2 separate regions of the Rattus norvegicus genome follow, and region 2 is linked to region 1. The links are chromatin contacts, called in public Hi-C maps. All regions are on one chromosome and are shown on one strand. Each heading gives the region's core, a stretch centred on a gene start, on an enhancer-like site or on the middle of the called end of the contact. The rest is flanking DNA. Distances are from core to core; before and after follow the strand shown.

Region 1 (3,986 bases), core at 1,080-3,579:
AGGTAAGAAAGCAAGAGGCACCAGAGAACTTAAGTAAATAAATAAGGCAAGACCTGGAAAAGCATCTTTGGTGCTTGCACAATAGCGTCCGATGCCACTTTTTAGATGGTTTACAAAAGGGAAGTGAAAGAGGCTGCCGCCCACTGTGACGTTCCCTGTCCTTTCTCCATGGTATGGTTCAGATGACTACTACACGCTCACGATGGGACATCGGGGCATCTTAGAACTCTTACAATTTAAGTCAGGCTGCTGAGGTTGACTTAGCCTCTATTTTGTCTGGGAAGCAGTGAGGCAACAGTAGAAAGAAAAGGAATTTAAAATCAGGCAGGCTGCATTCTCATTCTCTCACACTCTGCTCCCTACCCCCCACCTTTCCTTATCCAAGGCTTACTGATACAATACCTATGGTAATGACAAGCCTCAGTCGCTCTACAGAAACAAACACATCTTGGGTTATGAGGAATAAGTTCTAAAATACACATGAAGCGCCCACCTAAAGCACACAGCGGGCTGGCACAAAGCGGGCTGTCTACATGAGTTCCCAGCTCTTTCTTCCTACTTCTGGGCTTCAAGTCCCAAGAGATTGATGTCCACCGTTCCAAGCTCTTGATACAGGCCTCAAAGCCTGCTAGCAAATCTGAACTTCTATCCTTGCCATCCTCCATACTTCATTCTTTTTAAGCATTAACTCTCACCCCAAAAAGGTTACTAATAGCATGGCTAGGTAGGACTTTCTTCAGTCACACTGCAGACTCGGATGTTGTTCAGAAACCCAGCAAAACATACAGCTACTCTAGGAGTGGATTTCTCCTGATGGCTGATTACATGCCTCACTTACTAAACTGTAACAATCTGGATCCCAGGTTAAGCATTTTTTTTTTTAATTTCCAAACTCTGCAACAAGTGATACCCCAATACCTGCACCCCTCAATCTACTTTGAACCTATTTTGTACTGACAAGTCCCAGCAAAGAAACACAGAACACACAGGAACATCTCCCATCCAATAAAACTTGTCACTAGCTTCCCTTTCCCCTAGGTAGATGGCTGAAGGAAATGTGGATCTGCTAATAAATACTCAGGAGACACATTTTCTATCTATCCTTGCTAGCATGTTCTGGTTCCTAAGAAAAGTTAAGGCCAAATGATAAGCCAGTTTCAAAGCTCTAAGTGACTAGAACGTTCTCAGAAAAGAAGAGCAGGACGTTTACTTTATAGAGGAAGGCAGTCGCTGTTGGAAGCTTCCCAGCTGCTTATTATTTGAGCCTGAAGAGGAGCCACCCCTGAAGGCAAGCTTGGCAGAGCCTGCTGACGTAAGAATCAGCCTGTGGTAACCCCAAATGGCCAGGAAGGCTTAACTTTTTTTTAACGTACTTCAGTGAGGTGGCAATTAAGAGGGGGAAACAATTATTAAGAATCCCTGGTGTGTGTCTTATAAAAACAGGAGCACCAGGCAAAGGCTTCCTTAAGTAAAAGGTAGACCTCTCAGATTTCAGTTAGAAGCTCCCGCTGATGGCTTAGTTGAAGACAACACTCAGCGTCTTGGCTGGTGGCTTCCACCCGGACCAGAGTTTCCTTTTGTGATGACGGGCGATTTGATACAAAGAAAAAGCAGTATACATTATAGATGTCCTTTCCTCTTTCCCGGCCTAATTTAACCAGCATATATGGGGAGAAGTGAGAAAACCCCGACTTACTAAAGGAATCCATAACCACCTGCAAAGACTGGTACGTTCAAGGCTTTAATATAATGGAAAGAAGAAAATAAAGCGAGAAAAGAGGCTGTAAGGCAGAACCCGGTCCCGGGTGTCAAAGATCTTCGGCCGGTGAGGCCTTTGAGGACCAGGACAGTAGAAAGGGGTCCACGGCTGGGGAGAAGGCACCCCAGGAAAGCAACATCCCGCCGTTCTTAGAAGTGACGGGAAGGGAAGGCGGGATCCCGGCAGGCGGGTGGGGAGGCACTCGAGCAGTGCTGCGCGCCGCACCCGGCCCGGGCCACCCCGGGACACCCAGATGTTCAGAGCCTGATCCGGTAGCAGAGCAGGGCGTGCGCAACTCAGGGCGCGGCGGGGCAGTGGGCTCGACCGGTCCGGACCAGTCCACCCCCTGGCTCCCTTCCGTACGCAGACCCAACTCAGTAGGCATCCCGACCCGGACCAAGCACTCACCCGGGGCTACCAGCGGCGAACTCACAGCGCCTCCCACGAACACCGAACCAGCAAGCACAGCAGACCCCAGGAGTCCCCACGGAGCCATCGCCGAGTCCCTCTGTCCTTCTCGCCCTGGCTTCGACGTCCCGAGCCCAGGTAGAGGGTGAAGCTCGAGGGCTGTCCGGCCGATTGAGCGCAAAAGCTCGGCCCCGAGAAGCCCCTACTCGCTCAGCCTGGCCCCGCCAAGGACCCGCCCACCGCGCGGAAGCCCCGCCCCTGCTCGCCGCACCCGAGTCCCCTAAAGCCTGGACCCGCCTCCGCACGCACAACCCTGCCCGGGAGTCCAGGCCGCGCCTCTCCTGTCACTCCCCCTTCCCCTCAAAACCCTTGGGTCGGCGTCTGATGCGCGCCTAAGCCGTGGCCCCGCCCACTGCTGACACTCTCCGCCTCCTCTGTTGGGCGGGCTAACCCTGCCCAGAGATGTGGCGACTGCGCGGGAGCCTCGGGCTGGGGCGGGTTGCTCCTTCTCCAGGGTCCTGGGACGAGACGGACGTGGAAGAGGAAGGCAGGGAAATTAGGGCAGGAAGCCCAAGAGGGTGAGTCTGAAACTCCCAAGGCCGGCAGTTTCAGAGTGGCGGGATGGTTTTTTTTTTCTCTACTGGAGTCTTTAGCTAGTTAATTAACCTGGGTTAGTGGTCTAGGAAGGAATGCCACGTTCAAAGTCATGTTTGGTTGTTTGAAAATTAAGGATAATTGATGAAAAACTTTTAATTGTCCCCATACCATTCTGTCTAAACTACTTCTGTTGAGGAACACATTCCCACACGCTTCCAGGAATAACTTACAGGGCTTTTATTTTATTGGTTGTTTGCTTGAGTTGTGATTGGGTTTTGTTTTAATCATCTTGCAAACATTCACCTGGAACAGTTCTTCAAATTGTCCTGTCATTTCTGTCCTCACGTTCTCACATCAGCCCTGTAAGGTGAGTATTATCCCCATTTCAGGGGCCAGGAAGTGAGCCCACGATGTCTGGGCTACCTGGGCCACCATGCTCAGTATAATTATCTCCAGTGTTTGCTCATGGCTTTAATCTCAGCACCTGGCTCAAGGACAGCACGCACTAAGCATTCATAAGTTAAAGGGGAATGAGCCTTTTTCTGAATAGCTTCAGTTTAACCAACCAATAGCTTCATATTAACTAAACCCTGGAGACTACACACACACACACACACACACACACACACACACACACACACACACACACACACACACACACACACACACATATATATATACGCGGTCCTTAAAGCCCAATCTTGATGGATATGAGTTGAATGGAGGGTGAGTCTTCAGCTCCTTCTGTAGACTGACTGGCTGGTGGCCTCTAAGTTTGAAGGGGGAGTTATTTCTCCTCTCTAACACCCTCCACCCTTCTGTTACAAACATCACTGATGTTTTCCAGAGAGAGAAACTACAGGTAGCTGAGACTGAATGTCGGAGACCCTACCCTTAAGCCAAAGAAGGAACTATGGGTCCTGCACCCCGTTTGTGGCACATCCTGTAGTCTGACAAACATAAAAGAAAAGTCTTTTCTACTTTTATATCGAAGAGAAAGCTTGAGAAGAAATGCAAACCAAAGATGTACTGGCTGGGTTTTTTGTTTTGTTTTGATTTGATTTTTTTTTTCAACTGTCAACTGGACAGAAACTAGAGACATCCGAGAACCTCTTCTCGTCAATTAGGAAAATGTCTCCCTAAGATCAGGTTGTAGGTAAGCCCGAGGACATGTTTCTTAATTAGTGATTGATGGGTAGGGCCCAGCCTATTGTGGTTTCTG
Region 2 (3,986 bases), core at 387-2,886, 63 kb before region 1:
AGAGCAACCAAAGGTTTAAACTATGAATTTGCAAATCCATGAGTCCCAGACTCATAAAGATTTTCATGACATCAGCCATAAGCCAGGTGACAATCTAGCAAAAATGGATGTCATATTTAAACTATCAATTATTTATTTATGACTTATTTGTAGCAAGATGAAATAACTATATACAGACTACTTCAAAATCATTTGCTGGGATAGATGGCTATTGATTGAACTATTGACTGCAATCCTCTCCATCAGTTGTGTCTGTGAGCAAATCCTGCCGGTGCAGACTGAGATCCATCTCTCCAGTCACATCATGTGTAAAGCGGAGGCAATGGCCAGGCTTCCCCATGTATCACGAGACCACACTGAGGCACAAAGTGCTTCTCGCCTGCCCACCTCTTGGTAAATCATCACTATTAGCTGTCTTCTGGTCACTTGGCTAAGGTGACTGGCTCACTTTCACACGTCACATTCAACATCTTCTTAGTAACTAAATCTTAGCTGCTACACACGAAAGCGCTCCGAACCACTTCTGACAACATTCATCTCTAAAGTGACAAACCCTTTCCCACCCACATCATCAGTTATCACCCAACATTAAAAATACAACCCAGAGGCACTTCTCTTGAACATTTATCCCACTCAGAGGCTCATGCCCACTTACACTTTTAGGTCACATTGCCCCTGAAGTGAGTAGCTTGTTAAGATGAATCTTTTACTGTTCCTTAATTGACATGTAACCAGGTTGAGGGCTGGTGAGACCTTAAGAGATCATCAGGTTATGGAGGCTCCACCCTCATCAACAGCCTGTTTATTTCTCAAGTAACAGTATCAGATCTGGAGACAGAATAAAGGAGTGAATTGTGTCTTGTGGGGTTGCATTGGCTACCCTGATAGCTGGTCACCCTGGAGTTTTTCCTCTTCTCCAATCTTCCTCTGCTCGTCTCACAAACCCTCCCACTACAGTGATGGTGCACCTGGCGTGGTACAGGGACCATTAAGAGCTTCATTAAATGTGGATGCTAAGCTTAACCTCCCACATTTGGGACCAATTAAGCCTTTTATCCTTCTAAACTATTCAACCCCAGGTTATTTTATTTATAGCCATACAAAATAGTGGCACCAGTAGCCACTAAAATGGCGGTGCCCTCTGGGAATTTATGGGCAACTATGACGGGCATCATGTTTTTGCATGCATTTTCTACTCCTTAAAAACACACAGGGGGATCCCTACAGCAAGCTGGATAGCTAGGCTAATGAAATCAGTGATGTCTGGTTTAGTAAGAGACCCCAATAAAGTAGGGAGAAATTTAAGACTCTCAGTATTAACACAGGCATACACATGCATGGGCCACACACAGTTCTCTCTCTCTCTCTCTCTCTCTCTCTCTCTCTCTCTCTCTCTCTCTCTCTTTCTCACTCATACACACACACACACCACACCACACATTCACATACAAAAGTAAACAAACAAGTAAAGCTCGAACAGTGGCTCAGGAAAATGCTAAACCTCGAAGAAGCCAAGAGCCTGGCTCCCAACATACAACACAAATGACAGAGCTAAGGCTCAACTCTGTATGGGAGGTCACGCTATCTCTGAGTCCCAACTGCTTAGTCACACCCTTTCTATGACAGCATTTAGGGCCTGCGGTTTCCTCCACAGTTCAACAGTCATTCCTGCCTTCACCTGAGTTCACCAGGACAGGTGACTCATACAGTAAGGAAGTATTTGACGGGAAAAAACAAGATAGACCGACCGGATGGGGTCAGGGGAGATCAGGAAAAAAAAACCCAAACTTATTCTTTTACTCACATTAGCTAGCTAGTGATATCCTTTAGTTTTTAAAGATTTATTCGTTCTGCCAACACATCATGGGGTCTCTGCACACCAATGCCTGACAAGTATTACTGCATCAACAAATGGCCTGACCATCCCCTGCAGTTTCTAATCCAACCAGAAGAGGGAGACAAAGTGCTATCTCAGTATATGGTGGCTGCTCAGAGGCAAACACTTGGCTCCAAGTTGTGAGAATCTGAAGTGTAAGCACAAGGATGGCCAGCAAGATAGACTTGAGAAGGAAATGCAGTAGTATGCAAAACCATGAACAGTTCTCCACCCCTGAAACCAGAGACCAGGGCAGCCAGACTGGCCATGGTTTGCCACATTCCCAACACTGACAAACATGAAAGCTAAATGAGGTCCTGGCACCCCTAATCTGCATCACATGCATACCCCGAAAGTCTGAGTCAAAACAAAGCATGCCACCCCAAGTAACCCCTTTTGGCTATGAAGTGAGGAATCCAGGGAATTTCCAGGATCTTCCCTAGTGCACACATTCCAGGTTTCTACTTTTCATGGGGTAAAACTTATGTCAGCTTTTCCATTTCTTCGACTTATGTGGCACTAATATCTGCACACACTCCAAAGTGTGACCCAAGTAACCAGTTTTGTAGACACCCAGAGCCCAGAAGCAAAAAGAGTTGAGTGTAGTACATGTTCTGTTAGTACAGGCGGCTCTCCTGGGGTAGTTTCCAAGTGTATGTATGCCTGCATGGAACAAAAAGTCATTATATAATGAGTGGCATTTCCTTCAAGTTGAAAATAACATAAGGTTAAAATGAATGCCATGGAGCAAGTACGGAGCCAGAGGTATCATATGGGCTTGGACTCAACACACAGAAACACAAACATGTGCACTTAGATATGGGTTACTCTACAGAGGGCAGAGGCTGCCACGCCCAATATCAATGAGCACAGCCTGTGTCCTCATTCCAAAAATACCATTCTCCAGTAAAATTACTTAGGACCCCTTAGAGAAGTAGTTGGTCCTGAGACTGGGGTGTTGAGGTGCGCGGTCTGTTGCTATGTGTTGTAATGCTTAAGTGTGTGTTGGGGGGAGACCTGGTTGTCCCAGAGAGTCCCCACATAGACCCAAGTTATTTCTGATTAGTAAATGAAGATGTCTACAGCCAATAGCTGGGCAGAACTGAGATAGGCGGGGACTTGGTGTTCCTGGTGGCTTTGGAAGAAAAAGAGGGAAGAAAAAGGTGGAGAGAGAAGTTAGCAGTGAAGAAAGCATGGCCCTGAGGACTGGCCATGGAGTTAAGAGATGAAATATAGTAAGGACTAACTCGGGGTTATCAATAGGAAATAGATTTTAATAGCAGAGAGTGGATACCTGCCGAGCTCTGGTGCTATTTAAGGTTTATTGTAAACATAGCGATTGTGTCTTTTATCTGGGAACGAAATGTCAAAGTCGGGGTAGAAGCCCCAGATTGAGATTAAATATTTGCTACAACACCGGGGCAAGGAACATGAAAAGAAGAAGAACCTGGGGGAAGGAGAGAGAGCTACATCAAAGGCAAAATGACAATTTGAGAGGGCTTTCATTACAGGTGACATTCCCTAGGGAATGGAGTTGTGCTTCCTTGCTCTGCCTGCCCCTCCAACCCCACATTAATAATGAAAATTCAACACCTAGGACAGGACTCGTGTGACCCTACCTGGAGCTGGGAACTTGGCAAATGTAGCCAAGTTAAGATGAGTTCTTCCGATGGATTGCAGTGGGCCCTAAGCTGAAGGACAGATAGCCTTGAAAGGAGGGAAGGGACACACAGAGAAGGGCATCTCAAGACACAGATCTTCAGTGATGCAGAACCTCGAACCAGGAGATGCTGAGAACTTTCTAACCAACACCTTCCTTGGAGCATAGGATGGACCAAACCCTGGAGAAAACTCCATTTCTCACTCTTGCCCTAGTCAACAAGCTCTTGGTGACTTGTTGATGGAAGTCCTGGGGACACCAACTCCAATGGATGGTAGAGCCAGCAGAAGAAAATGTAAGCACAGGTTAAGTTATTGGCCTAATCCCCAAGGGTCTTTCCTCTTCATGACAAAGGTACAAAGAGTGACTTTAGCATAGTGAAACCTGCTGGACAGGACAACCAAACGACTGACTGGAAATCACAAGACTCTAGATTCCCTAATTTGAAAC

What was found. A called contact is a pair of places that touch in the nucleus more often than the background predicts.
Region 2: a Hi-C map of Schwann cells shows a contact between it and region 1, with 6 times the contacts expected there. The contact joins the enhancer-like site here to the promoter of Rell1 in region 1. A contact is called at or near these places in 5 of 12 Hi-C or Micro-C datasets (the A7r5 cell line, Schwann cells, kidney and 2 more).

Annotation. Positions count from the first base shown.
Region 1 is chr14:44,670,639-44,674,624 of GRCr8, reverse strand. Rell1 (RELT-like 1) reads right to left here and starts at 2,329. Exons shown (of 7, transcript NM_001113776.1): 1 at 2,168-2,329. The coding sequence starts at 2,255. LOC100911506 (a long non-coding RNA gene) reads left to right here and starts at 2,419. Exons shown (of 2, transcript XR_146284.6): 1 at 2,419-2,745.
Region 2 is chr14:44,732,536-44,736,521 of GRCr8, reverse strand. No RefSeq gene overlaps it. Among named protein-coding and RNA genes, the nearest start is that of Rell1, 62 kb to the right of the region's middle. Within about 2 kb of position 1,636, at least 11 of the 93 cell types and tissues checked have an H3K27ac peak or open chromatin away from gene starts, as enhancers often do. A contact at or near this core is called in the A7r5 cell line, where this site is marked.